2 separate regions of the Pan troglodytes genome follow, and region 2 is linked to region 1. Evidence: chromatin contacts called from public HiChIP or PLAC-seq data. All regions are on one chromosome and are shown on one strand. The core of a region is the stretch at or near the end of the contact, and the rest is flanking DNA. Distances in the headings are between cores, read along the strand shown.

What was found. HiChIP or PLAC-seq counts read pairs in DNA pulled down with a chosen protein or histone mark.
Region 2: a contact with region 1 is called in an H3K4me3 HiChIP or PLAC-seq map of stem cell-derived excitatory neurons, with 4 times the contacts expected there. The contact joins the promoter of LTBP4 here to the promoter of SERTAD3 in region 1. A contact is called at or near these places in 1 of 7 Hi-C or Micro-C datasets (stem cell-derived neural progenitor cells) and 1 of 1 datasets of contacts at active chromatin or transcription factors (stem cell-derived excitatory neurons).

The regions. Positions count from the first base shown.
Region 1 is chr20:43,528,354-43,534,957 of NHGRI_mPanTro3-v2.0_pri, reverse strand. SERTAD3 (SERTA domain containing 3) reads left to right here and starts at 3,168. Exons shown (of 2, transcript XM_512665.8): 1 at 3,168-3,711; 2 at 5,841-6,604. The coding sequence starts at 5,847. The coding sequence ends at 6,437. BLVRB (biliverdin reductase B) reads left to right here. Exons shown (of 5, transcript XM_009435602.5): 5 at 1-128. The coding sequence ends at 28.
Region 2 is chr20:43,676,149-43,682,752 of NHGRI_mPanTro3-v2.0_pri, reverse strand. It overlaps LTBP4 (latent transforming growth factor beta binding protein 4), which reads right to left and starts at 3,775. Exons shown (of 33, transcript XM_016936012.4): 1 at 3,674-3,775. The coding sequence starts at 3,689. SHKBP1 (SH3KBP1 binding protein 1) reads right to left here. Exons shown (of 18, transcript XM_016936013.3): 16 at 6,428-6,604; 17 at 5,997-6,120; 18 at 5,453-5,874. The coding sequence ends at 5,643.

The sequences.
Region 1 (6,604 bases), core at 1,919-4,418:
CACCTACCCCTCCCACCAGTACCAGTAGCACTCTGTCCCCATCTGGGAGGGTGGCATTCTGGGACATGAGGAGCAAAGGAAGGGGGCAATAAATGTTGAGCCGAGAGCTTCAAATTACTCTAGAGAAACCGACTGTGTGACTCCTCCTCTCTCTGCCTCTGTCTGAGTATTTTGGTGTGTCTGCCTGCCACTGTGTAAGATTTGCTTGGTATGCATTCATTCATTTGTTCAGTAACAGTTTATTTTTATTTTTTTATTTTTTTGAGACCGAGTCTTGCTCTGTCGCCCAGGCTGGAGTGCAGTGGCGCAATCTGGCTCACTGCAAGCTCCGCCTCCCAGGTTCACACCATTCTCTGCCTCAGCCTCCCCAGTAGCTGGGACTACAGGCGCCCACTACCACACCCAGCTAATTTTTTTGTATTTTTAGTAGAGACAGGGTTTCACCGTGTTAGCCAGGATGATCTTGATCTCCTGACCTCATGATCCGCCTGCCTCGGCCTCCCAAAGTGCTGGGATTACAGGCGTGAGCCACTGAGCCCCGCCCAGTAACAGTTTATTGAGTCTGGCCAGGCATGGTGGCTCATGCTTGGAATCCCAGCACATTGGGAGGCCGAGGCGGGTAGATCACTTGAGGTCAGGAGTTCAAGACCAGCCTGGCGAACATGGTGAAACCCTGTCTCTACTAAAAATACAAAAATTACCCAGGCGTGGTGATGCACACTTGTAATCCCAGCTACTTAGGAGGCTGAGGCAGGAGAATCGCTTGAACCTGGGAGGTGGAGGTTGCAGTGAGCCGAGATTGTGCCACTGCACTCCAGCCTGGGTGACAGAGCGAGACTCCATCTCAATAATAATAATAATAATAATAATAACTTAGCTGGGCATGGTGGTGTGCACCTATAGTCCCAGATACTCAGGAAGCTGAGGTGGGAGGATGGCTTGAAGCCAGGAGTCCAGGTTGGGCAACATAGTGAGACCCCATCTCTACAAAATAATTTTTAAAAACTTAGCTGGGCATGGTGGTATGTACCTGTAGTCCCAGATACTCAGGAGGCTGAGGCGGGAGAATGGCTTGAGACCAGGAGGTCAAGGCCTGGCCACTGCACTCCAGCCTGTAGGACAGATCCAGACCCTGTTTCTGAAAATAAAAAAAAAGTTTGTGCTTTATTTTGAGGATTTATGCAAGGAGTGGAGCACCAGAGAGGTAAGGCAGGGGGGACAGTTGGGTGTTTTATGAAGCTTCCTTTGGCTACTCTGTGAAGGTGGAAAGGAAGGGTCCAGGAATGGAGGCTGATAGCCCAGAGGGAGTTGGAGGAGGAGCTGTAAGGAAGGGAGGAGAGAGTGGGTGTGAGGAATGCCTGGGAGCCTGCGTGGACAGTTGGTGAGGGGTGGAGGGGAGGCATCAGAAAGAAGCACACGGCTGTAACCCGGGGACAGAGTTACACTAGTGCTTCAGGAGGGAGGCTGAGGCTGCAGTGAGCCAAGGTGCGCCACTGCACTCCAGCATCCACGACAGAGTGGGACCCCGTCTCAAAAACAAAAACCCAAATGCAGTAGGGCTTTCCTGAGTTGTGGACCCTATAGGAGGAGCAGGTTTTGGAGGAGTAAGGGGAAGAATTGCTCCTTCCTAATTATGTCCTTTTTTGGAACCTACTGTCCCTTTCTTTTTTTCCCAGGGACACCTTCCCTAGGCCTGGGTGAGCTAAGACACTTCTCTCTCCCTACCTCCAACCCACACCACCCACCTACCTATTCCCCTCCCATTTATCCTGCAAACATCAGGATGACTTGGTTGACAAACTCCAACCGGCAAGAACTGGTCTGAGGAGGCTTAAACCTCCCTTCCCAGAGGTGGCCTGGAGAAAACTGCCTCCTCCCCTTAGGGAAACTCGTTGTAGGGGCGGAGCATTACGGGTGTGGGCTTTCAGGACACTAGCAGTGTCTTCTTTCTGCCTTATTTTTCTGTCACATTCCTGAGCATTTAGCAAACTTTCACTGGGACCTGCTACGTGTCCAGCCCTGTGCTAGGTGATCCTGCAGACCAAGAGGTGGTTGACAGAGATATCCTTGGTACCTGCCCTCGGCGGGGCGTTCCTCAGTCCATATAGTAACTGACAATCCAGGACTGGGATGGCGGCACAGGAGGCCATGGAATCCTAGAATGGATCCTAACCCAACCTGGACTGCCAGGGAGGGCTTCGGAGAGGAGGAAACCTTTGAAATGTGTTCTGAGAAGCAGCCTGGGAATTGAGGGTATATTTTGAGGATGAGGAAACAAGTTTAAATATCCAGAGGCGAGAAGATTGCTTGAGGCCAGGAGTTCAAAACCAACCTGGGCAACACAAGAAAACCCCCACTCCCCCCCTCCCCCATCTCTGTGTCACCCAGGCTGGAGTGCAGTGGCACGATCTCGCCTTCACTGCAACCTCAACCTCCCAGGTTCAAGCGATTCTCCTGCCTCAGCCTCCCAAGTGGCTGAGATTACAAGCGTGCGCCACCACGCCCAGCTAATTTTTGTATTTTTAGTAGAGACGGGGTTTCACCATTGTTGGCCAGGCTGGTCTCAAACTCCTGACCTCAAGTGATCTGCCCGCCTCCGCCTCCCAAAGTGCTGGGATTACAGGCGTGCGCCACTGCGCCCGGCAAAAAATAATATTAATAATAAAGATCCAGAGGCCTTTTATTGTCATGTTTGCGAACTTATTATGTACCTGGCATTGTTGTAGACACTGGGGTAAAGCAGGGAAGAAAACAAACAGAGAAAATCCTTTCGTTTTCCTGATGGGGTGAATGGGAGCTTGAAGCCATTTTAGAAAAACTGGAAGTGACTCAATGGGGCAGGATCGGAGAGAACCAGGAGAACGCATCAAGCAAGGTCGTGAGGGGCTTTGTGGCAAAAGTAAGGAGTTTGAAGTTTGTATTCGGGGTGGGTAGGAAGCCATGAACAGTAGCAGAGGAGTCATCTTGATGGAGCGGGGAAGGAAAGAGGGTGTCAGAAGACCTAGGTGGGACCACCAGAGGACGTGCTGAGAAAACCTGAGGATTAAGAAGGGGCCGCGCGGTAATGTATAGGGGGCGGGAGGGGCAGCAAGGGGGCGAGGCTACGATCGCCTAGGCAACGCGGGCCGCGCCACACTATTGGCTGGTCTTTCGCTACGTCATCCCCCGCGCCCCAGCGTCCTCCCTCGGAGCCCCGGGGGCGCGGCCTCCTCCGGTTGCTCGGCCCCGCCCGCCTGCACAGCGACTTGGGGAGGGGCATGCCAGCCCCTCTGGCTCCACGGTTGAGTCCAGGCCTACCATAAAGGAACCGCAGGGAGCAATGGTGACGATCTTGGAGCGAGGACTGTAGCTGAGTGGAAGGAAGTGGTTCTGTTGGACCGGCCGCCCTCCACCCCGGAGGCGCTGCCCCGCCCCCTGCCAGTTGCACTTCTTTAAATGGCCCGGGGCACTAGGGAGGGGTGGGCGGATCCGGCGTCTCGGGGCACGGGCGGATGGCTCCGCCCAGCCAATCGACGCCCCGCGGCGGGCGGGACTCCAGCCAATCGCGGCTCGCGGCTCGGCTCCGGGGCGGGGCTGGTGGGCCAGAGGCCAGACGGAGAGGCCCCGCCGAGGTGAGCGAGGCTCCAGCCGATCACTGGTGGGTCCTGGCACTGGCGGGTCGCGACGCTGTGGGCGTTCCAGGAGGTGGTCGTGGCGAACCTGGCAGCTGCGGTGAGGAGTGGTCGCCTGGCTTGGGAATTTACCTTAGGCTAGGGGAGAGAGAAGCGCGCCCCGGGGACTTGCGGAGGCGGGGTCTGGGTGGGACCGGGGGAGGGGGCCTCAGATTCAGGGTGATGATAGGGAGGGTCTGGGGACCTGAGAGTGAGTTCGAGACCCAGGAGGGGAGGCGAGGTTGTTGGGGCAGTATTTTCAAGTGGAGGGAGTTTGAAGCTGGGACGTTGGGCTTTTGGAGAAGCGAGAGAACAGAGGGGAGGAACTTTTGAGACAGGGAACCTGGAGATTCGATTCCACTTGGGTCTTCCGGACGGGTTGAATTCGGGGCTTTATCGTGTTCTGGAAAAGGTGTGAGAGGTACGGAGCTGAGATTCTGAGTATTTGGAGAAGCGAGAGAACTAGGGTCAAGGATTCTTGGGACTCCAAGACGCACTGGCGGGGGAAGGGGGTTGCCGGGAAGAGTTCAATGTTCGGGTCTTGGAGCCGGACAGCGAGTTTGGAGGTGAAGTCCAGGGGCGTTTGAAAGTCAGGAGACTAGGAGAAGTGGGAGGAAGTATCAGAATTAGGATACGTAGTCTCCCGAACTAGATCGGAGCATTGTCGTCTTTGAGCGATGTGTTCGGATCTGGGTCTCTGGATCCAAGGGCAGTTTGGAAGGAGAATCGCGGACTTTCAAGGAACGGAGGGACCGGGAGAAAGCAAATTTAGAGCCGGACTCTGGGGTGGGGGAGGGGTGTTCCGGGCCTGGAGCTCAGACTCGCGGCCCCGGAGGCAATGGAGGGCGGGGCTCGGCGGGCGCCGGCAGCTGGACGTCCGGGTTCCCTTCCCCCACCCGCCTGTGCCCCTGTGCGCATGCCCTGAGGGAGAGCGGGGTGAGGGGGGTGGCTCGTCCCCTGGACGGGCGGAGCCCTCTGGGGATTGTAGTGCGTGCTCCACGTCAATTCGTGTACCTGGCGGCTGTTGGCCCCCGTTTCCCAGAAGCCCCTGGGCCAAATTGGGGCGTTCCTGGATGCTCTGTAAGGACCCATGGGGGGGCGGGGCCTTACAGTGTCGCGGTCTGATTGAGTGGGACCCCCGAGGGGGCGGGGCTTGGTTTGAGCTGAGTTCTAGCCAAGTTTTCCTATGGGGCGCGCTTTGGGGGAATCTGAAAGCGCGGGCAAAGGGAATGAGACAGGCCCCTTTCCTACTCTTGGGAGCGCTCCCAGTCGGTTAAGGAAGAGGACATAGAAATATCCCGACTGTTGAAGAAGAATCTCAACATAGGTTCCCCAACAGGGCTCCAGGAGATTTCGAATATAGTAGGCACTCAGTAAATCTGTTGAGCGAATAACTGGCAATTAACTCTTGATCGAGGCCGGGTGTGGTGGTAATCCCAGCTACTCAGGAAGCTGAGGCGGGAGGATCGCTTGAGCCCAGGACTTCGAGACTGCAGTGAGCTGTGATAGCGCTGCTGCACTCAGCCCTGGGCGACAGAGCGAGACCCTGTCTCTAACAAAAAACAAACACAACTCTTGTTCATTAAGCACTTCCTGTGTGGTGGGCCCTATAGATACGTGGCATCTCCTTGACAGAGGTGGTGAGAAGTATTTTTTTACAGTCCCCATTTTACAGATGAGGAAACTGAGGCCCTGAGAATTGACTCATTCAGATCACTTCCCATGATCACGCAGCTGAGCAGTTTCCAATACAGAATTCAGATTTGGGGTTCCCTACTTCCAATCCAGGTCTCTGTGCTCCACACTTGTCTTTCGTGCTCCATGTTTGAAGAAATTAATATTGTGGAAGAACAGTTTTAAGGCTTAGAGGAACTTGAGTTAGGATCCGTACTTGGCAGATGAGGAAATTGATTCTCATGGATGTAAATTCACTGTTTGAGGCCACAACAGGCAAGTAAGTGAGATTTAAATCTAGCTGTACTTAAGGCCAGATCTTATTTTCTTAATCGTATATGTACTCACCTTCTTAGCCTTGTAGGATTCAGACAGCCTTCATTTTATAGATCAGTAAACTGAGATTCCGATGATTAAAAATCACTAACAACTCAATAGGCCTGAGAAAGTGGGATTTGAGCCAGCACTACGGTGTCTGGTGTCTGACCTTCCCCTATGCGCCTCTTCTCTCTACAGGGCATCATGGTGGGAGGCTTGAAGAGGAAACACTCTGATTTGGAAGAGGAGGAGGAGAGGTGGGAGTGGAGTCCAGCAGGCCTTCAGAGCTACCAGCAAGCCCTGCTCCGCATCTCCCTAGACAAAGTCCAGCGCAGCCTGGGCCCCCGAGCACCCAGCCTCCGCAGGCATGTCCTCATCCATAACACCCTCCAACAGCTGCAGGCTGCACTTCGCCTGGCTCCCGCCCCTGCCCTGCCCCCCGAGCCCCTCTTCCTGGGCGAGGAGGATTTCTCCCTGTCAGCCACCATTGGCTCTATCCTCAGGGAGCTGGACACCTCCATGGATGGGACTGAGCCCCCTCAGAATCCAGTGACTCCCCTTGGCCTCCAGAATGAAGTGCCACCCCAGCCTGATCCAGTCTTCTTAGAAGCTCTGAGCTCCCGGTACTTGGGGGACTCTGGCCTGGATGACTTCTTTCTGGACATTGACACATCTGCGGTAGAAAAGGAGCCTGCACGGGCCCCACCAGAGCCTCCTCACAACCTCTTCTGTGCCCCAGGTTCCTGGGAGTGGAATGAACTGGATCACATCATGGAAATCATTCTGGGGTCCTAAAACTGTGATAGAGGGGATCCTTCCTCATGTCATCTTCGGTGGCCTGGATCCCTGAATGCAACTCTGGGTGTGTGTTTTTGTGGGGGCTCGAAGCAGTGACTATGGCCTCCTTTGTTCCCATTTCAGGGTTCCACAAACTGTCTTGCATGTGTGTGTGTGTCTGGTTA
Region 2 (6,604 bases), core at 2,526-5,025, 150 kb before region 1:
GCTGGACTCCATCTGGCAGTCCTCAGCTCTCTGCTCCCAGTTCTGGGAGAATTCGGTCAGAATTTAGCTCCCTCGCTGGCGTAGAAGCTGGAAGCCCCCCACGGGTACCCCTTTCCACGAGAGAGACTGAGGATTCTGCAAATGGTGCACCAACCCTGCACCAGCCCCCAGGTCCTGCCCCTCTGAGGGTCCCAAGTTCACACTGGATCTTCTCAAAGAACTGATCTCTTCTCAAGACCCTAGGCTTCAGGGATTCCAGGCTCACCATCTGCAAAACTTGCTCCCCGAAGCTCTGTCCCTCAGTGAACCCAGCCAGGCTCTGCCCCTGATCCACAAACTCTGCTCCCAGGGTGCTCCTGGCTCTGCCCCCTCCTGCACCCCACTTATCGCCGCCCCCAGAGGGTATCAGACCCCCTTCCTTGCCTGAGTCTTTGAATGCTCCCAAGAGCAGCCTCCCACCACCCAGAATTGCAGACTTTCTCCTTAGAGAGTTCCCAGTTCCGGCTAGGTGCCCTGGCGCGGGCCTGTAATCCCAGCACTTTGGAAGGCCGAGGTGGATCGCTTGAGTCCAGGAGTTTGAGGTGAGCCTGGGCAACATAGTACAACATAGGACCCCATCTCTATTAAAAATCCAAAAATTAGGCCGGGCGCGGTGGCTCATGCCTGTAATCCCAGCACTTTGGGAGGCCGAGGCGGGTGGATCATGAGGTCAGGAGTTCGAGACCAGCCTGGCCAAGATGGTGAAACCCCATCTCTACTAAAAAATACAAAAATTATCTGGGCGCGGTGGCGGGCGCCTGTAATCCCAGCGACTGGGGAGGCTGAGGCAGGAGAATCGTTTGAACCCAGGAGGTGGAGGTTGCAGTGAGCCGAGATCACGCCACTGCACTCTAGCCTGGGCAACAGAGCAAGACTCCGTCTCAAAAAAAAAAAAAAAAAAAAAAAATCCAAAAATTAGCCGGGTATGGTGGCATGAGCCAGTAGTCCCAGCTACTCGGGAGGATGAGGTAGGAGGATCACTTGAGCCTGGAAAGTGGAGGCTGCAGTGAGTTGAGATGGCACCACTGCACTGCACTGCACTCCAGCCTGGACGATAGAGTGAGACCCTATCTCAATAATAAATAAATACATAAAACTATATAAAAGAGAGTACCGATCCCTTCCTTGCCTAAGAGTCTCCACCACTAGGAGCTGCAAGCCACAGGGGCCCTTAAACCCCGTCCACACCGGGGTTCCAGGCTTCAAGCCTTCAAACTCAGGGTCTCAAGCCCAGCTTGAGACTCAAAGCTCTTGGGAGCATTCAAAGACTCAGGCAAGGAAGGGGGTCTGATACCCTCTGGGGATGGCAATAAGTGAGGTGCAGGAGGGGGCACAGCCAGGAGCCCCCAGGACCCCCCTGGGAGCAGATCCTGTGGGTCAGGGGCAGAGCCTGGCTGGGTTCACTGAGGGACAGAGATTCGGGGAGCAAGCTTTTGCAGATGGTGAGCCTGGAACCCCTGAAGCCTAGGGCCTTGAGAAGGGATCAATTCTTTGAGAAGATCATCATAAATTCAAGGCTCCACCCTATATTCTCTGAAATACAAGCCCCTTCTCTCCCTAAGGCACCACCCTCAGAGCTTCACTCTGCCCCTAATCACCTCTTTTTCCAGAGTTTCAGGCCACACCCTTTCCCACAGAAAACTGGGACGTGACCACATGTAGGATCCCAAGCCCACCCCTTTCATGTTTGCTTCGCTTTGGGGTTCCAGGCCCCATATCCCACAGCAGTTGGATTCTTAAGCTTTCCAGTTCTGTAGCGTTAGCCCCGCCCCCACCTCGTGGATCCCAGGCTCCACCCACACAGGGTACTAGGCCACACGCCGTGACCACACAGCCCACCCCAGACCAAAAATGGCAACTGATCCAGTTGCACCCCCCACCCCCCACTCCTGCTCCTTCTTCCAATCCAGGAGGGTGTGCAGGACTGACGGGGAAGCCCTTCACCCCCCCTCACTGTGAGACACACAGGCTGACTCACACGGCTACACACCGTTACTGCCACCTACGGCAATCCATGCCTCCATCCCACACTGACACCCAGAAATCTGGGTCCAGCACCGTCCAGGGACACACAGTCCCTGGGGCAGGTGACGACGGCACTCACACTCCATTCACAGCTATTCGTGGGCTGTCCCAGAGCCCGGCTCTGCCCCATGACTGTACTCCATGACCCTGTTTTTGTATAACCCCCAAGACCCCTGCTAACATGACCCTGCAGGACAGCATATCCCTACCCGCTTCCCCCCTCACCACCTCCTACCCTGTGGCTGGAGCATTTGCTGGGGGCGCTGCTGAAATTTCTCCCTTCTGTCCGGGATCCAGCGCATCTTCAATGCTTGTTGCTAGGCAACAGCCTCTGGCTCACCACTGCAACTTCCGGCGTTAGCCTCCCCTCCCCCTAGAATTTGGAGTCCCCAGCTCCCCATCCCTCCCATCAGTGTCACTATCTCCCAGGATCGTGTCTATGTCACCTCTTGAATCCTAACTCATCTCAACCCTTCAGAATCCCTCAGAGTTCTAGTCCCCCCGCATTCCAGAATCTTCCACCCCTCCCCCCATGCCCTCTCACACACAAAACCACACAGAGTTAATACTATACTAGGATAATACTATCTCTAGCATTTAAAAAACCCAGCTCTTCAGTGTTCTAGATTTGCTGACATCCCAAATTCTCCTCTCTCTCTCCCTTCTCTCTCTCTCCCCCCCCACCCCCTCCCCCAGAAAAAGGCCGGCTCACGTCTGTAATCCCAGCACTTTGGGAGGCCGAGGTGGGAGGGCAGATCACTTGAGGTCAGGAGTTTCAGGCCAGCCTGGCCAACACAGTGAAACCCTGTCTCTACTAAGAATACAAAAATTATCCAGGCATGGTGGCGCACGCCTGTAATCCCGGCTACTCAAGAGGCTAAGGTGGGAGGATCACTTGAACCCGGGAGGCAGAGGTTGAGGTGAGCTGAGATCACACCACTGCACTCCAACCCGGACGACAGAGAAAGACCCTGTCTCAAAAAAAAGAAATAAAGAAAATAATAAAAATTTAAACATGAAATAAAAATAGAATGACCAGCATTCCAGCAACACGAGCATTCTGGATTCTCCGGCCTGGAAAAAAAAAATGACTCTAATATTTTAGATCTGTGAGCATTACAAAACACCATCATATTCTAGATTTCCTGACCTTCCAGGCCCTCCCCCCACATACTAGATTTCCTAACATGCCAATATCCCCCAATATTCTGAATATCCTGGCATGTAAAAAATTTTCTAGAGTGTGAGGCTGGGCATGGTAGCTCACACCTGTAATCCCAGCACTTTGGGATGCTAAGGCAGGAGAATGGCTTGAGCCCAGGAGTTTGAGACCAGCCTGGGCAACATAGTGAGACAATGTCTCTATAAAAAAACTTAAAAAGTAGCTGGCTGTGGTGGCACACACCTGTAGTCCCAAATACTCAGGAGGCTGAGGCAGGAGGATCACTTGAGCCCAGAAGGCCGAGGCTGCAGTGAGCCATGATTGCACCACTGCACCCTAGCCTGGGCAACAAAGCAAGACCCTGTCTCAAAAACAAACAAACAAAAACAAAACTAGGGTTTGAGGTGCACAGCTATTTCAGAACACCCCGGTTTCAGAGGCACTCACCTTTTACGTCTCCCATTTGTGTTCCAGATTCTCTGATAATCCGGAATCTCCTGCCATTATGGATTTCTTGGAACGCAAACAAACCTTCCAGTGCTCTGGAAGGGCGGATAGTCCAGGATCTCTCCCGTTCTCTAGATTTCCTAGTAATCCAGGTTCCTTTCTGTATCCTATAATTCTCAGCATTCCAGACATCCTGGCATGCAAAATATTCCTACCGGTGGAGATTCATGGGTATGAACTCCCCTTGACACTCCCCTATTCTAGAATCAGTGATTTTTCAGGTCCTTTTTGTCAGAAACTTCTATATTCTGGATTCTCTGATAAGCAGGGGAGAACTCTAATATTGTTAATCCATGAGCACTCCAGAATATCCTTGTGTCCGAGATGTCCTAATGTTCGAGACCCCTCTCTACTATGTTTCAGAAGCTCTGGCATTCCAGAAACTATGGAATTCTAGAATTAGCATGTTCTAGTATTCTCTACTCCTAGTCTGTCCCCACTTTCTGTCCCTTTTTTATTGGCACAAGGAAAAAAGATGCAGAAAACCTCCTCAAGGAAGTGCCGTAGGAACGGGCATTATTTGGGGAAAAAAAAATCCCAAGGCCAGCCAGGCAAGGTGGCTCATTCCTGTAATCCCAGCACTCTGGGAGGCCGAGTTAGGTGGATCATCTGAGGTCAGGAGTTTGAGACCAGCCTGGCCAACATGGTGAAACCCTGCCTCTACTAAAAATACAGCAGGACACATGATCCAGGCTGCAATAATGGAAGGCCTTCATCACACTGGCCACAGTAATTGGTTCAGGAATGGCCACCTGACTTAATTCAAGCCAATGAAAATCAGTCTTGTGATTTTTGCTGTTGCTAGGGAAAAAAGAGTTGCTAAGCAGCTGCTTAGAGTCACCTTGCCACAGAGAGAAAACCTGATTGAAGATGTATTCCAGAGGTAAGTGAAGTTAGGAGATAAAAAGATATTCTGGGCCGGACACAGTGGCTCTCGCCTGTAATCCCAGCACTTTGGGAGGCTGAGGTGGGCAGATCACCTGAGGTCAGGAGTTCGAGACCAGCCTGGCCAACATGGTGAAACTCTGTCTCTACTAAAAATCAAAAAATTAGCTGGGCATGGTGGTGCGCACCTGTAATCCCAGCTACTCGGGAGGCTGATGCAGGAGGATTGCGATTGCTTGAACCCAGGAGGTGGAGGTTGCATGAGATCATACCACTGCACTCCAGCCTGGATGACAGAGTGAGACTTTAAAAAAGAAAAGAAAAAAGAAAAAAAGATATTCTAAATTAGTGTTTGAACCCCCAGATCCAGCCATGCCTGAAGGCAGAGTAAAAGCCAACACATTCCTCCCCTGCAACACCTTTTTTGTTTTGTTTTGTTTTTGAGACAGGATCTCACTCTGTCACTCAGGCTGGAGTACAGTGGTGTGATCATGGCTCACTGTAGCCTTGGCCTCCTAGGTTCAAGTGATCCTCCCACCTCAGCCTCCCAAGAAGCTGGGACCACAGGCATGCACCACCATGCCTGCTTAATTTTTGTATTTTTTTGTAGAGATGGGGTTTTGTTATGTTGCCCAGGCTAGTCTGAAACTCCTGAGCACAAGCAAACTGGCCTCCCAAAGTGCCAGGATTATAGGTGTGAGCCACCATGCCTGGCCTCCCTTTGCTTAAACAAGAGAGGTAGATGTTCCTGATTTTGCATATATCGGGTTGGGTCCCACATCTTCCCCACCCCTTTCCTGGGGAGTCCCAAACCTGCTAAGAATAAGCAAGATGTTGGCAGTGAGGACTTTATTGGGGACGGTGACTTTGGCTTCCAGAAAAGAGGGAAGGTGGGGACCTAGTAACAATAACCATTTATTCCAAGGAGGCCCTGGCCCTGAACCCGGGGTTCCCACAGGAATCAGGGAGGCACCTGAGTCCCCCAGGACCAGGGCATCCCAAGGCATCATGGCAGTTGCGTTGTTCAAAAGGAAGTTTCATTGAGCTTCATCTTGGGAGGTGTGAGGGGAGTGCCGAGACCGCTGGAGGGCCAAGGGGCTGGTGTGGGTGGCCGTCGGAGGTCTGGCCCACTCCGCACCAGTTCCTGGCAGCGTTCCACAAAGCTGCCCCCACCACGGCGCCGGGCCTCAGCCTGCGGGGGGCTTGGGCTCCCACGGTGGCCAGACAAGGAGGTGTTGCTGGAGGCTGAGTGGAGGCTGAGGAAGTAAGGACAGTAAGTGCACGTCATCACGGGGCAGCTGGGCCACTCTGTCCCCGGGAACACCACGCTGTCCCCTCTCCCCTCATTGCACAGAAGGGGAAGTGGAGTTGTGGCTACCTGGTGAGGGAGATGCGGGGTGAGGGGCTGGGGAGACAGCCCCATGAGGGAGCTGAGGGAGCTGGCGGGGCCAGCTCGCAGTGTTCCAGCTGTTCCATCAGCTCTTGCTCCGTCAGGCCACCTGCTGGGGGGCACGGAAGCAGGGTCAGGGGGCAAGACAGGGGTTATAGGGCAAGGGCCTGGGTTGCATTGCAGTGCAAGCACCGAGGGTCAGGACAGGAGAGAGGAAGCAGAGATCAACGCATGGGGGCCAGAGGCTGAGACAGGGGTTGAAAAACAAGGGCAGGAAGGGATGGGGAGCAGAGAGGGGGTCAAAGGAAAAGGGGTCAGAGGGCAAGGGCCTGGGAGAGAGATCAAGAAGTTGGCTGTGGAGAGTGGTTCTGGGTGAGGCTGTGGGGCTTGGGACGGGATTGGGGTGGGGCAGGGAGTACCAGGGGCCTGGCCGAGGCCGTCCATGGCGGTGGTTAGGTCCCACATGGCCAAGCTGCCGTTGGCCTGGCCGGTGAGCAGGTAGCGCCGGGGCCGAGAGCCGAGCCGCCGGGAGCCCTCGCACTCCAGCACTGTGAAGGCCGTCGTGGGTGAGCCGTCCACGGAGCGCACGGAGCACA